3 separate regions of the Mus musculus genome follow, and all the other regions are linked to region 1. A link is a contact called in public HiCAR-type and HiChIP or PLAC-seq data. All regions are on one chromosome and are shown on one strand. The core of a region is the stretch at or near the end of the contact, and the rest is flanking DNA. Distances in the headings are between cores, read along the strand shown.

Region 1 (4,827 bases), core at 109-2,608:
TAATTCTGAAATCTCAGCATCTGAAGCATCTGAAGATGCTCACGTGGGCCTTGCAGCTCAGTTTTTTTACAAAAGAAATAGCCTCAATTTAGGTTTTTCATCCCTTGGAAGAGTACAGAAAATTCAATATTGATTCTTGCCCCGGGGTTTCTTGGTCACTCACCGAGGACATAAAAATCATTTTCAGGAGAAGTAGTGTAACACAGGCTATCTATCTTTACTTAAAATCTTATTTGATAGAAAATGTAACAGGCTTAGAAGATTTCCACTTTTAGTTAGTGCTTTCATGGGATAAAACTCTGATCCGTGCTGTGTAAAGTGAACCATATAGGAGGGCAAGTTCTGTTTGGCAGCAGATTTTCTAATCTAAACAATATTATATAGGTTTGCAGTTGCTTTGGTCCCCTGGGGAGCTTCACTACTGGATACTCTCTCCACACCGGGGTTAAGATTAGCATCCTGTAGAGATGCTGAGGATACATTCTAGCATCAACATTTTCAGTGACTCAACAGAATAGCTCCGGTTACATTCAGAATGTGAGTGAGCGGTGCTGTTTTTCTAAGTGTCCACAGATGTATTTGACACTGTTCTTTGGATGCAAAGCCTTTGAGGCACATGGAGGACTTCATAATTAAGAAAGACCTGCTAAAGAGGCTTGTGATAGAAGCACACGGGTATGAAGCACGTAAACAGGACTTCTTGATGGCCCCAGTGGCAGCTGAGACATTGTTTTTTTTTTTTTTTTTAAACAAAACAAAAACATTTTCAGAGTATACTGGAGCAGTTGATGTCTCTCAGCCATCTGGATCTCTGTGGGTAGTCACTGCATCGACACCATGTGACAAAGTGTCAGGGACAGGAAGCTGTGGTTTACTTCATTGTTTTCTGGTAAGAAAGTCTCAGAAGTCAGTAACTGCTTGAAAGTGTCTTTAAGTTGGAGATCCCACACAGACTATAATGAGAGGATCCAGGTATAAACGTGCCTGTGTGTGCGTGCGTGTGTGCTGTGTGCGTGCATGCGTGTGTGTGCGTGTATGCGTGTGTGTGTGTGTGTGTGTGTGTGTGTGTGCGCGCGCGTGTGCGTGTGCGTGTGCGTGTGCGTGTGTGTGTGTGTGTGTGGTGTGAGCGCGCACACACACCACACACAGAGTCTAGGAAGCATCCCAGGAATATCTGTAGGCCTACTTTTGTTTTTAGGGTTGATGAATCACAAAGTAGAACTAAGACTGTGAGCAATAAGAGTATTTCAAGCAGATGGAGATTTCGAAAGGTTAGGGTTTTTTTGTCTTTCCGTTTCCTTGCTGAATCAGACACATGACGTATTCAGTGAGGGAGATCACATGACCACAAGCCTCTGCCTGTGTCCGATCTGAGTGCTGCAGTTGGTTAGTCACTGAGGATTTCACAGCTCGAGTCCGAGGTGTCTAGGCTTTCAGAAACTCTAGAAAATTCCAGGGAAACAGAATTCTAACCTGTTTACTCTAGAGCGCCTCTCACAGGTGTCAGTTTGAATGACTGTATGGTAACCAAAATCATTGCTACATTTGAGCTAGAACTCTGTGACTGCAGGCCATCCCACAGACTAGTATTTAAAGTCAGAAGGACATAGTTCAAAGTGTGGTCACCAGCGTAAATTTGGACCTTGACACTGTCTGAATGTGGGTATCAATTTCCTAGGCCAACATAACTCTTTCTTCAAATTATTATTTTAAAAATTAATTGAGGAGCTAAATATAAAATTACTTGATGTAGATTTAAGATTCCATCAAGGTCATACTTCTAGTATCCCCACACATAATAAAACCTTTGGAGGCTAAAGAATCCTACATGAAATGAAGTGGTATGTATATTCATCTCAATTATGTAGTCCTCATATACTGGAAGTTATCTGTCAACTACTCATCCAATCTATTGTTTAGGAATTAACAACAAAATTTCTCTACATATTCAGTGGAAGTGTAATTAAGAAATGTCTTTGGGCTAAAAAGATGGCTTAGCAGTTGAAAGGACTGCTTTCTTACAGAGGACCTAGGCTCTATTCTCAGCACCCACAGGGCAGCTCACACTTATTTATAATTCCACTTCCAGAGGATCCCATGTCCTCTTCTGACCTACATGGGCAGCAGACATGCCAGTAGTTCACAGACATACATGCAGGCAAAATACCAATACATGTGAAATGAAATAATTATATATAATACAATATAATTAAAGTTTATAAAAATGTTTAATCTTTGGTTGACTATGTAGACAGAATCCTAGATATATTTAGAAAGTCCATTTTTCTACTACTTCAAAACCAACATAGAGATAAATTTGGGTTCATATTAATTTTTCCAGGTGTGTGTGCATGTTTGTGTGTGTGTATATGTGGGCGTGTTGTTGTGTGTGTTTGTGTGTATATGTGTGTTAGTGTGTGTATGTATGTGTTGTGTATGTTTATGTGTGTGTTTGTGTGTGTGTGTGTTTTTTCTTTTTCCAGTTTCTGAGATGCTCTGTAGAAATACAGAAGCTGTATTTGGCTGGGACCAGCAGCAGCCTAGCCTAATATTTGCCCCACCTGATTGTTGTTACCTGGTGTTTCTAGCAATGTTTTCTAGTTTTTGGCACTTCTTTTCTTCACATAGGAGGGATAGTTGATAACATTAGTATTTGGTTTTGATAGCCTTGGTCCAGTCATAAACTTTGAAATTTAGACATGATGTTGTCACTTACATACCAGTCACCCATTTAGTCCTGTATTCATGCCCATTTATCCATACAGGCAGATCAACTTTATCAATAGTTTTTCTTTTAAAAATAACTTTTTAAAGTTTTTAAGTTATTTTATTGTAAGTAGATCATTTCCTCCCTCTCTCTCCTCTAAGCTGACTCATATATCTCCTCTTCCTTACTCTCTTTCTAATTCATGGCCCTTAAAAAAAATTTATGGATTCTTTGTGAGTTTCACATCATGTACTCCAGTCCCCCTCATCTCTCCATCCCCTCATATGCACCTGTTGCCTTTACAACCTCTCTCATAAAATAACACACACAGACACACACACAGACACCCACACACACAGACACACACACACACACACACACACACAGACACACAGACACACAGACAGACAGACAGGCACACACACACACACACACACACACACACACACACACACACAGCATAGAAAACATCTCATTGTGGAAAGTGTAGTGTGTCCCACAGTGTATCCCTCTGTCCACACATCTTCACTTGCTCATGTTCCTTGCAATGAGTCATCGGTCTGGTTCAAGATCTCTGGCTTCCATGACACAATCAAAGTTGTATCCTTACAGGGACTCAATTATCTGCTTATCTTGTTGTTGCCCTGTGTGGAACAGCAGGATCCAAAGAGCAAGTGGCCTTTTCACTTGTCCCAACCATTTGCAGATGATACAGATTTTGGGGTGGGCCAACTCCGAACCCTGAATCTGGGCCTGGGTGATAGCTAAGGTGGTCAGCGCTGGCTCTCTCAGCACCACCAGGGTTGGTTCTCAAGCACTGCTTGTACTGGGTGGCCCAGTGCTGCCACCAGCAGGAGGCAGGGTCAGCTCTCCTGTTCTCATGCCTTCAGGCCACTTTACCTGCACCCTATCCTTCAGAGCTAGCTCCATTGTGCTGTGCAGTCGAGATGCAGAGACCCCCCTTTCCCAAGGAGCCTGGCCACTCTCTTCTCTCCCATCTTCAGGTCTGGATCACCTGTGCTTCACCACGAGGGCCAGATCCACTATTGCCCAGGCGAGGTGCAAGGCTGGCTCTCTGGAGTGCTACAGCCAGAGATGGGGCTGGGCTAGCTATCACATTCTTCTGCCCTCGGTCCAGCTCTTCTAACTACTTCAGATAGCAAGAGGAAATGGCAATACCCCCCTACCCATACCATCTCAAGGCAGACAAGTAGAGGGAGGCAGTCCTGAGCTCTCATTCTTCGGAGTCTAATCTGTACCCCCTCTAATAGGGCCAGCTATGTTGTGCTGCATGGCTTCTTTTTATATTAATTAAATTGCTATAGCAGTTTTTGAACTGCAATGCACAAGAGAACATCTGTTTTACTTTATATATGTTGGCAATAGAAATTCAAACTTTCCTGTGTGCAGAATTTCCACTGCAGTGATCATGTTAATTAATTTATTTTTTTTAAAGTAACTTCCATATCAAAACAGCAACATTGGATTTTCTTTTTTTTTGTAATTTTAAGCAACTTCATAAAAAGATCCCCTTATCCTTTTGTAGAGAAGATAATAATACATATATTTAATATTGCACACAGAAGTGCAAACAGAAAGAGAATGTTAAGCATCCTGGTTTTATTCCTCTTTTATGGTTAGATCACATGAAATCAGATTTAATCTGAGACGTACATTAAAGCTAATCCTTAACTCACTAGCTTGTTCTCTTCAGGGACCTTCTGGATCTGCTGCTCTCTCACTGTTATATCCAAGGTCTTCACATGGGCTTTGACTCCAAGCCATGGGTCTATGGTTCTGGGATTTAAAATCATTCATCAATAGGACTGGATGCACTAGCATGACTTCAGCAGAATAGTGCCGAAAAAGAGGCTCTGTGTTAACCCATGTGTTCTTCTACTAAGTTGTGTATATTTATGATATGCAATTCAAAGGTATGACATGGGTACATACTGTGGAATAGTTAAGTGGAGAGAATTGGCATGTGTATAAATTCACATACTTTTTGTTAGCACTTATGCTCATATTACTTTTGTAATGTGAGCACTTAAAATTGACCTTCTTTGCTACAGTGAAGTACCTGACACACTGGTTTTATTAACTATGGCTGTACTCACCAT
Region 2 (4,217 bases), core at 302-2,801, 130 kb before region 1:
TGAATTTTAACTACAGAAATATAGAAATGTCCTTTTTAGTGCATTCATTTTGTATTCTGGTTGAATCATTGAAGATGGTTATGAACATAATTTTGAAATAAAAATGATACAAGTTTCACTTTCCATTCAAGATAAAAAATAAACATGTGGGCTTGAAGTTGAGATGTTGTTTAGGATACTGCTGATCTATCTTTTAAATGACATTTATCGTAACACTTACAGTGGACTATCCTAGTAACCAGGTTATGACTAGCACATTAAATGATAGAGTCTGACATCTACGTTCATCCAGCAGGGTGACTCTTGGACTTGTCATCCTCCCACGGTGGCCATTTGTTCCATGTGAGTGCTAGTAACAGGCCTTGTGTCCTGTTAATGCTAACAGGTAGGAGTCAGTCAGAGGCCAAAACCCCTATCACAATTAGCATTAACAGCATACAGCCTTCAGCAAGCCTCCAGCAGCCAGAGGATAAGGGATATGCAACTTAAACCACACACTTCCCCTTCCTGGTTTGCAGCACCTGCAAAGAGAAAAAGAAATAGTTGTGTGTACGCACACAGTTAGTTATAAAGTAGAGTGAACGATTATGAATCTGAAGGCAAGGTAGACTTCAGCTTTGAAAGAAAAGAGCTCTGAAATGCTTCTAAGTAAATTTTGGAAAATTTTTGTAAGGTTTGCAATTTAAAAACTAATTATAAAATCAAACTTTAAATTCTGTGGAAATATTTGAATACATGTATCATTTTTAACACAGCCACGGTTCATAGTTCTACAATGCTGAAGTTCAAAGGACACAACTTCAGTTCTGGGTAATATTCTGACGTACATCCCACAGGTCACTAGGCAATTCAAGAAATCTCAGATATTTAGGATGGTACTTTATGATTTTTGAAAGTTAAAACTCAATGGATGAACCCATTTTGATTCTATAAATAGTAGTTGCGATTTTCACCTTATTCGTTTTTCTTTTTCTTCAAGATAGGGGGTACAGCCAGGGCAGGTCTGCCCTGAAAGGTATCTGAAAATGCTCCTGTTGTCCTCCAGTGATTCCTTTGGGGACTCACAAACCGGTGGCTTCAGTTTGACCCATGTAAAGGAAGTGCGCCTTAAAGAGCTCTGACTCAAGGGACTTGTCTCCAGCAGAGTGGTTTAGAAAAAGAAAAAAGATGAATTTGCTGTTTCCTGTTAGAGTTGGATTTTACTCTCTCAGATAAAGTGACATTTCTCCCACAAGTTTCTGGTTTCAGTGTTACTGTACGCGAACCTAGAAGTTCAAGCATCACTCAAGTCTGTGGTTCCCTTTAGGACCAGAGGGGAACCACCTTTTCTTTTCTTTAATAATGAAACCAGCTAGATGTAGAAATGTGATTAAGTTCAAAAGAAATGCATCAAGTTAAAAATTCCCCAGTGAATATATTTTGACAGGGCAGAATATCGTGGCTTGGAAATTTCCAAACCAAGGAAATATATCATACTTACTGATAGTATTTCTTTTTTAAACTTTGCTGTTTTCTCAGATGAGCTGGTTTCATGAGGAAAGTCTGTGAATTACACAGTTTCAATCTTGGATTTTATTTCAGCCAAAAGAAAGACTGTAATAATACCTTTTCTCTTCATAGTGCATTGAACTCAGTAAGTCCTCAGTAAATCTATTAAGATTCTAGTGTTCTACTTCATGCCATATTATTGACCCATTAGGGAGAATATATGCAACTGTGCATGTGTGCATGAGTGCCTACATAACCCCATTCCAATTTAAGTAAATAACTTATCTATAAGTTCTGTTTCTATCCTTTAAAGATACCATCTGAATAAAGGTATTACCAAGAATATATTTAGTATAGGTAGCCAAGGTTGCCCTATATAACCTAGGCTGGCCTTGAACTCATGACCTTACACTTCAGTCTCCCAAATTCTGGAATTATAGCCATATACCACCACATCTGGCTATATATATATAGCCATATATACATATATATGTATAGCCATATATACATATATATGTATATTACATATATACATACATGTGTGCACACATACACACCTATCTATCTATCTATCTATCTATCTATCTATCTATCTATCTATCTATCTATCTATCATCTATCTACATGAAAAGCCTAGGTTTGATTCCCAAGTACCACATACATGGACACTGGTGCAGCCTTTGATCTCAGGACTTGAGAGATGGACTTAGGAGGATCATGAGCTCAGGGCTGTTCCCAATTACTTATCACCTCTGGGGTCAGCTTGGGCTATATTGGACCCCGTCTCAATAAATAATAAAATATAATGTTAGGAATTGCTATTGCAATCAACTCTTTTGACCTTAGGTAAAAATCTCGACCAACCTTAAGCACTATATTTAGTTCAGACAAATCGTAAGTCCAGGTCCCATTCACTATGTGGCATATCACCATTTCTCTGTGGTATAGCCTAAACCTAAGGACATTCCAGGAGAATATAATTAGACTTTTCTTCAGGATAATATTTTGAGGTATAAGGGAGGCATAGAATGTCACAATCTGTCTAGTCTTGCTGATTTGCCAGGGAAAATGTTATCAGCTAAGGTACTCAGAGAAGAATATGTCCTATACTGGATCTTTTTATTTTTAGTAATTTTTTTGTGGTAACACACACACACACATGTATCTCACACATATAACACACACACACAGACACACACATACAGAGTAGGGTAGATGAACTTTTGGAGCTGTAAGAAAGGGCATCATATTCATACTCATCTTCAACTTTCATCATATACATATACACACATATATCTACATACATACATACATACATACATACATACATACACACATATACATACATACATACATACATACATACATACATACATACATACATACACACACATATACATACATACAAACAAACTTTGCCACTGTAACCAGTTTTAAGTTTCTGATTGAGTTATCAAAGACATCTGCATTCATTCCCACCTTTTCTCTCAAATGACTCCATTTGTTTTATGAGGGTCTCACTTTATGTTAAAATCATGAGTTGTAGGCCAAGTGTGGTGGCACACACCCTTAATCTTAGCACTCAAAAAGCAGAGGCAGTAAGGTTTCTGGGAGTTCCAGGCTACTCTGGTTTATATAGGGAGAGACTGTATTTCAAACAAACATACGTACAAGCAAACAAGCAAGAAAATCATGAATTAGATCCTCCTACAATTATATATATATGTATATACATGTGTATATATCTATGTGCTTATTTTTTTGTCTGGCTTATTCTTAGCACCAACCATTCGAGAGTTATCAAAGAAACTGCATGATGAAATATTTTCTTTATAGGAAGCCAGTGGTTGTATTTTTCACCAATACCATGTGGGACAGCCCTAGCTATTCACTTTGACATATACAAATTTTTGGAAACTGTTCCTTTGAGGTTCTGAAGTGAATGAATATCCACTTCTTTGGAAAAGCATGATTGTGTATTGATAGAGTAACACAAATTCTAGTTTTAAAGCCACTAGGTGAAAAGAAGGTCATATTTTGGACAATTAAAATGGTTTAATTCAGATGAGTTTATCTAATTTATCATCTAACAATCTATGTATCTATGTGTCTATGTGTCTGTCTATCTATCTATCTATCTATCTATCTATCTATCTATCTATCTATCTGTATCTATGTATCTATCTATGTATCTATGTATCTATCTATGTATCTATGTATCTATGTATCTATGTATCTATGTATCTATGTATCTATCTATCTATGTATCTATCTATGTATCTATCTATCTATCTATCTATCTATCTATCTATCTATCTATCTATCTATCTCTATCATCTATTAACTTGAAAAACATACTAATAGAGATAGAATTCATAGTTGAATCCTATGTGGATTACTAAAATCAATTGCATATCATTGCATTTACAAATCATCTGGATTTCCCACCAGAATTTACCCTGAACCTGCGTTTCTAAAGCTATGTTCTGGACTAGACCAGGGAAGTAGGGAGCGAAGGTTAAAGCAGCCGAGTAAAACATGAAGACACGGGGAAGCTCTGCACGAGTCATAGTTAACAAGGCTTTGGTTGCCTTTTGACCTAAGATGAAAGTTGAAGATGACTGTGAACACCATGCCCTTTCTTATAGCTCCTAAAGTTCTTCATCTGCTCTAGCCTGGCTTCTGTTCTCAGTCCGGAGTCTCTGACCATCAGAACCAATTCCTCCAGG
Region 3 (4,751 bases), core at 1,946-4,445, 230 kb before region 1:
AGCTCCATACCCAATAGCTATGCAGAAGGAATTACCTTGAATCAATTTTCATGGAAATATTTTTGATGTATAAATGCTAATGTATAATGTAGAAATGATGTATAACTACTTATAAATGATATTGGAAGCGCCTTTGGATTTTATTTCAATGTGAATCATTTTCAACCTAAATTCTAAAACTGATACCCATTATTAAAAGACGGCTCTAAAACATCTTCATGCTATAGTTTATTATTTCATTTAAAAATTCAACTTCATGTCCTTTTGTTAGGGCAGGAAGCTCTTGAGGTTTCATAGATTTAAACACAGGGACTGAAGGCATATATTAAGAGAATGAGATGTTTAAATCTCAAAAATTTACATCAGACCAATTGCTTAATCAAATGTAGTTTGAAGTTACAAGAGTTGACCAAGAAGCACGAAAAGCCTTGCCTGGAAGCAGCTCTAATTCCGTAGGGCCTGTGTATGCTCATTGGTTTTGTTTTGCAATGGTTTTGAAACAGGATCTCACTATATAGCCCGAACTTACTATTCTTACGACTCTGTGCTAGGACCACGGGGATATACCAACACACCCAACGAGGTTTCTAGCTGTGCCTAGCAGTTTTCTTTATCCTTGTATTAAATTAGATATTACACAGTTCTATACCAAAACATTTCACTGATGGCTTATTTTAATGAAATTATAAATTCATTGTGTTTTTATAATTATAATTATATTTATAAATTCATTATTATTTTTATAAAATAAGAAATTAATGCCTTTCCTGAAAGGCATAATTTCTAACATAAAATATAAGGACCTCATACCATATGTTACTGCACTATAAACATTTGTCTACACTGAATGTCTTTGTGCTGCTACGCTCTCAGGATGACGCTCACACATTCCATAGAGTTCCAGAATTTCACAAAAAGGACGTGTTATATGGTTGCCGAGGTGTATCACAGCGCATATGCACATCATTGTGAACGTTGTAGCACAGCAGCCATAAAAACACTCTCTCCAGAGTTGGTGGTAGAACTTCATGGGAGAAACAGTACCTTGAAAAGAAACCTCGCTATTCAGAAGAACATAGAGACTATCATGTATCTGAGAAGGACGAATTTAACTTACTTGAAAAGTAGCCTTTCCTCTGAGCATAGCATGTGCCAAGGCCACATACAGAAATCACGAAGGCCACCACCACAACCGTTGCTATGATGCCGCTTATGTTGAGAACATCTGGAATGTAAAATAAAGCATGTGTGGATTCTTGTTAAGGAGACGGACAGATGCTATTGTTAAATCCAACAGTCATAAAAACTCTCCTTGGTAGCTATGCCAATGACAACTGTGTGCTTCTGAAGCCTACTTACCTAGTTAATTTCAATTCATGGCTCAAATGGATTGGAAATATTCAGAGAACCAAGCTTTTACAAAATCTTAAATGTTAGGACCGGCAAGATGGCACAGTGCGTAAAGGTGCTGGCCATCTAGCCTGGACACCTGAGTTCCAGCCCTGAAACCTGCCTTTGACAGCTAGGGATCAAGCCTTTGGTTTGATCCTTATTGTTGTGGGTGGGAGGGGGTATGCTCTGAAACTCATATTTCCTAGAAAAGATTAACACTCTCACTCTCTTAATTCCAAAAGTCATTTTGTGAAATACAATATATTGTAGTTACATTTTGGACAGTCTAGCTTGAAAACTATTCCGTGTGTCTTTTGGAAAACCCAGCCTGCAATTAGTATAAGCTCAGTGTGTCAGGGCCTTGACTCAGCCCTCATCCATGACTTACTGACAGTGACCCAGGTGGCTAACACTCACATAGTGCTCACGGCACACGTATAGTGCTGCTGTGTTATTGTAGTGTGACTCCAGAAAGAAAGAGTCTCTGCTGCATGTATCAAGTCGGTGGGAGCAGTTTACGTGGGACCCCAGCAGTCCATACTATAGCACACTTAACAGTGATTTGCAAGACAGATTGCTTAGAAAAGCATATTTGATAAATGAAAAACATATATATATGCTAAATTGTCTTGCCATGATTAGAAGACAGACAGAAAGCAACAGTGTTGGGTTGGTTTTGTTTTTTGTTTTTTGTTGTTGTTGTTGTTGTTGTTTTAATATTAAGCTCATTTTAAACATTTCTTCCAGCGTGTCTGTCCCCTTGCTCCCTTACCTATCAGCTCTTCCATACTCTGTCCACACACACGTCCTTCTCAAGCCCCCAGGCTTACCTACTTGCATTCGCTTCCCAGGGCACCTGCGGTGTCCGACAGAGTTCCGGGCTTCGCAGTAATACTCTCCACTGTCCATCTTGGAAATCATGTTGAATTGCTATGTATACGAGGAAAAATAAACCGGCCCTTAGGCTGTCAGTCTATGAGGAGGCTCCTAATATGGAAGTTTGTCAACAAGGGGATCTGTCCTTCTGTAATGACCCAGAAATTTATATTTCTCTTGTGAATTGAGGTATCTACCAAAACCTGCAATGTCTGTAGTAGCCTGTTTAATTTGGCAGAGAAAGACAGGCATATCTGAGGAAGTCTGTTTCTCTCTTCTCCACTCCTCCTGGTGCCTTCAACAGTATCCCACTATGCCGCCCAGGCTGGTCTCAAACCATTGATGCCCACTCTAATGTCTTCACATAGCCAGCATCACAGGTATATGTGGCCCCTCAGCATCTCTAATTTCTGGGAAATGCCATTCATAAAAGAAGACCTCCGAAGTGAAAGGGCGAGTGTACTTCCTCAGACACAGTGAGGTCACTGCAGGAGCAAACCACAGCACTTTCTCCCCAGAGTCAGGGCTACGGCCAGGAAGTAAGTAGCTCCCAGCCCACGAAACCACAACTGATGTTTTTAGGATTATAAATTACAGCAAGTCCAGAGTCCTTGAAAATTCTGAAAAGTTTAACCGTCCTGGGTGGTGGTGGCACCCCCTTTAATCCCATCACCCGGGACACCAAGGCAGGCGCATCTCCATGAGTTTGAGAACAGCCCGGGCTACACGGAGCAATCCTGTCTCAAACAAAAAATCAAAAACCCAACAACAAAAGTTCAACCCTCACTACTTCTCCCTGCCATATAATGAAAGGTAGGAATTTGGTGGGATAGACTTTATCATTTGTACCAGCAGTTTTATACCCTTGGAGCGTTTCTGGTGGGAAAGAAGAACAGGGAGGGAACTGACAAAAGAAGGAAGAGCTCGCTCCAGTTTAAGCTGCCCTTGGGCATAAGGTGTTTTACCCCATACCCCAAGGGCTGACTCCCTGAGGAGAGAGCATCCAGCACTTCAGACCTGCCTCAAGGCTTTTATCACCCACTCAGAAAAAAATAAATCTGAAGAGTAAATATAGCAGTGTGCGAAGGCAGGTTTAGTGCCCAATTTCACAGTGTAAAATGGCTCGGACCTGCTGACTGCTCCTGAAGACTGCGAACGCTAGCACATGACCTGATTCTGAGGGCAGTGCCCGCCACTCCTTCTTTCACTTAGCTACAGAGGCAGCGTGCTTTCTTGAGGACCGGAGGATGTGACTTCTGCTGATACTGCACCAGGAGAAAGAATAAATGGAAATGACCAACCTCTGTTTCCAAATTCCTAAGACTCGTTAGTATTACCTTACCTATAAGGGTTTTTTTTTTTTTTCCATAACACTTGTGGTCGTGATTTTGCATTGCTGGGAACAAAAATATTTAAAGCCCAACGCAATATTATCGCAATTGTTAGCAAAAGGTTTCAAATGAAATGATCCTTCCTCTACTCTGAAAAAAAAAATCACAGATGGAAAAGTAAAAATAGTCATGAAGCTCGAACAGCTTATTTAAGGAGCTGCTGTATCGGTTTCTCTAGGAAAGGGAACAATTGGATAATCTGGGCTAAATTTACAGATGAGGTAACAACAGAGAGGTAAGTCGCAGAGACTACACTGAAGGATCTGGCGCCAGCAGAAAGTTTAATGGCGAAGACACCCTAACGTGGTTTTCCTATGGTCACTGTTTCCACACAGTTAGCCCTGAGGCTCAGGCATCTCCCACTGAGTTTTTGGTGCATTTCCTGTGTGGTTAACATTGAGATTGAGGTTGGTTGATTTTCCAGGACATAGAGGGAGGTAGCTATAGAGTGCTTCCTGATCCATCATGAAAAAGAGTTGACCTGCCCTGAGTTGCTGGTCATGCCCTGTCTGCTTGGCTCCCTGGTTTTCCGACCCCATCTTCCCACTTCCCACAGTAAGTAGTCTGTTCCATCATGTCTTAGCACATGTACCATCCTCTTGCCTGCTACCACCGCTACCACCCCCCTCCACTTAGTAAGCAATGAGCTTGACCTATTATGTATAATTTAAGGATCTAATAACCTTTTTTCTCACGATGACAGACAGAAGTTTAATGCCTGAAACGACCTTACCAGAATTCCAGACTTCGTGTTCATTGTGTACGAGCTGTTGTTGTGTGTGCCGCCTTTTGGATTCCCTAGCAAACTTGTGCCATCTTTAAACCAGATGTACTCCGGAGCTGGGTTTCCTTCTTTATCCTGGCATCGTAGCTCCACCACACTTCCAGTCATAACAGAAGTGGGCACTTCACAGGCAGGAACAGCAGGAGCCACTGGACAATGGAAGCCAAACGATGCAGACTATTCATTAGCTGAACATGGGCTCCAATAGCCTGTATTGAGTGGACGACTGAGAAACAGATGGGGCCACTGTATGTCTTTTCTTTTTTTCTTGAGCCCGCAATATACCATATTTTCACCCTTCTTGCTCC

The links. HiCAR-type assays count read pairs that join an accessible place to other places. HiChIP or PLAC-seq counts read pairs in DNA pulled down with a chosen protein or histone mark.
Region 2: a HiCAR-type map of Th2 cells shows a contact between it and region 1, with 5 times the contacts expected there. The contact joins the promoter of Mir155hg here to the enhancer-like site in region 1. A contact is called at or near these places in 6 of 39 promoter capture datasets (the 3T3-L1 cell line, the C10 cell line, the HPC-7 cell line and 1 more), 3 of 15 datasets of contacts at CTCF or cohesin (CD8 T cells, large pre-B cells and pro-B cells), 42 of 484 Hi-C or Micro-C datasets (B cells, CD4 T cells, CD8 T cells and 25 more) and 17 of 115 datasets of contacts at active chromatin or transcription factors (the 230-238 cell line, CD4 single positive thymocytes, CD8 T cells and 11 more).
Region 3: an H3K27ac HiChIP or PLAC-seq map of microglia shows a contact between it and region 1, with 6 times the contacts expected there. The contact joins two enhancer-like sites. A contact is called at or near these places in 1 of 15 datasets of contacts at CTCF or cohesin (pro-B cells), 3 of 484 Hi-C or Micro-C datasets (LSK cells, bone marrow-derived macrophages and myeloid progenitors), 8 of 115 datasets of contacts at active chromatin or transcription factors (bone marrow-derived dendritic cells, bone marrow-derived macrophages, double positive thymocytes and 5 more) and 2 of 9 other capture datasets (adipose tissue and liver).

Annotation. Positions count from the first base shown.
Region 1 is chr16:84,580,087-84,584,913 of GRCm38.p6, reverse strand. No RefSeq gene overlaps it. Among named protein-coding and RNA genes, the nearest start is that of Gm32073, 24 kb to the right of the region's middle. Within about 2 kb of position 1,358, at least 134 of the 459 cell types and tissues checked have an H3K27ac peak or open chromatin away from gene starts, as enhancers often do. A contact at or near this core is called in the 230-238 cell line, B cells, CD4 single positive thymocytes and 29 more, where this site is marked.
Region 2 is chr16:84,710,357-84,714,573 of GRCm38.p6, reverse strand. It overlaps Mir155hg (Mir155 host gene (non-protein coding)), which reads right to left and starts at 1,551. Exons shown (of 2, transcript NR_132106.1): 1 at 1,481-1,551; 2 at 1-521. Mir155 (microRNA 155) reads right to left here and starts at 434; the gene lies at 370-434.
Region 3 is chr16:84,812,740-84,817,490 of GRCm38.p6, reverse strand. Jam2 (junction adhesion molecule 2) reads right to left here. Exons shown (of 10, transcript NM_023844.5): 5 at 4,393-4,592; 6 at 2,223-2,322; 7 at 1,118-1,225. It overlaps Gm46557 (a long non-coding RNA gene), which reads left to right. Exons shown (of 2, transcript XR_001781961.2): 2 at 1-213. Among named protein-coding and RNA genes, the nearest start is that of Gm46557, 7.7 kb to the left of the region's middle. Within about 2 kb of position 3,195, at least 50 of the 459 cell types and tissues checked have an H3K27ac peak or open chromatin away from gene starts, as enhancers often do. A contact at or near this core is called in bone marrow-derived macrophages, microglia and myeloid progenitors, where this site is marked.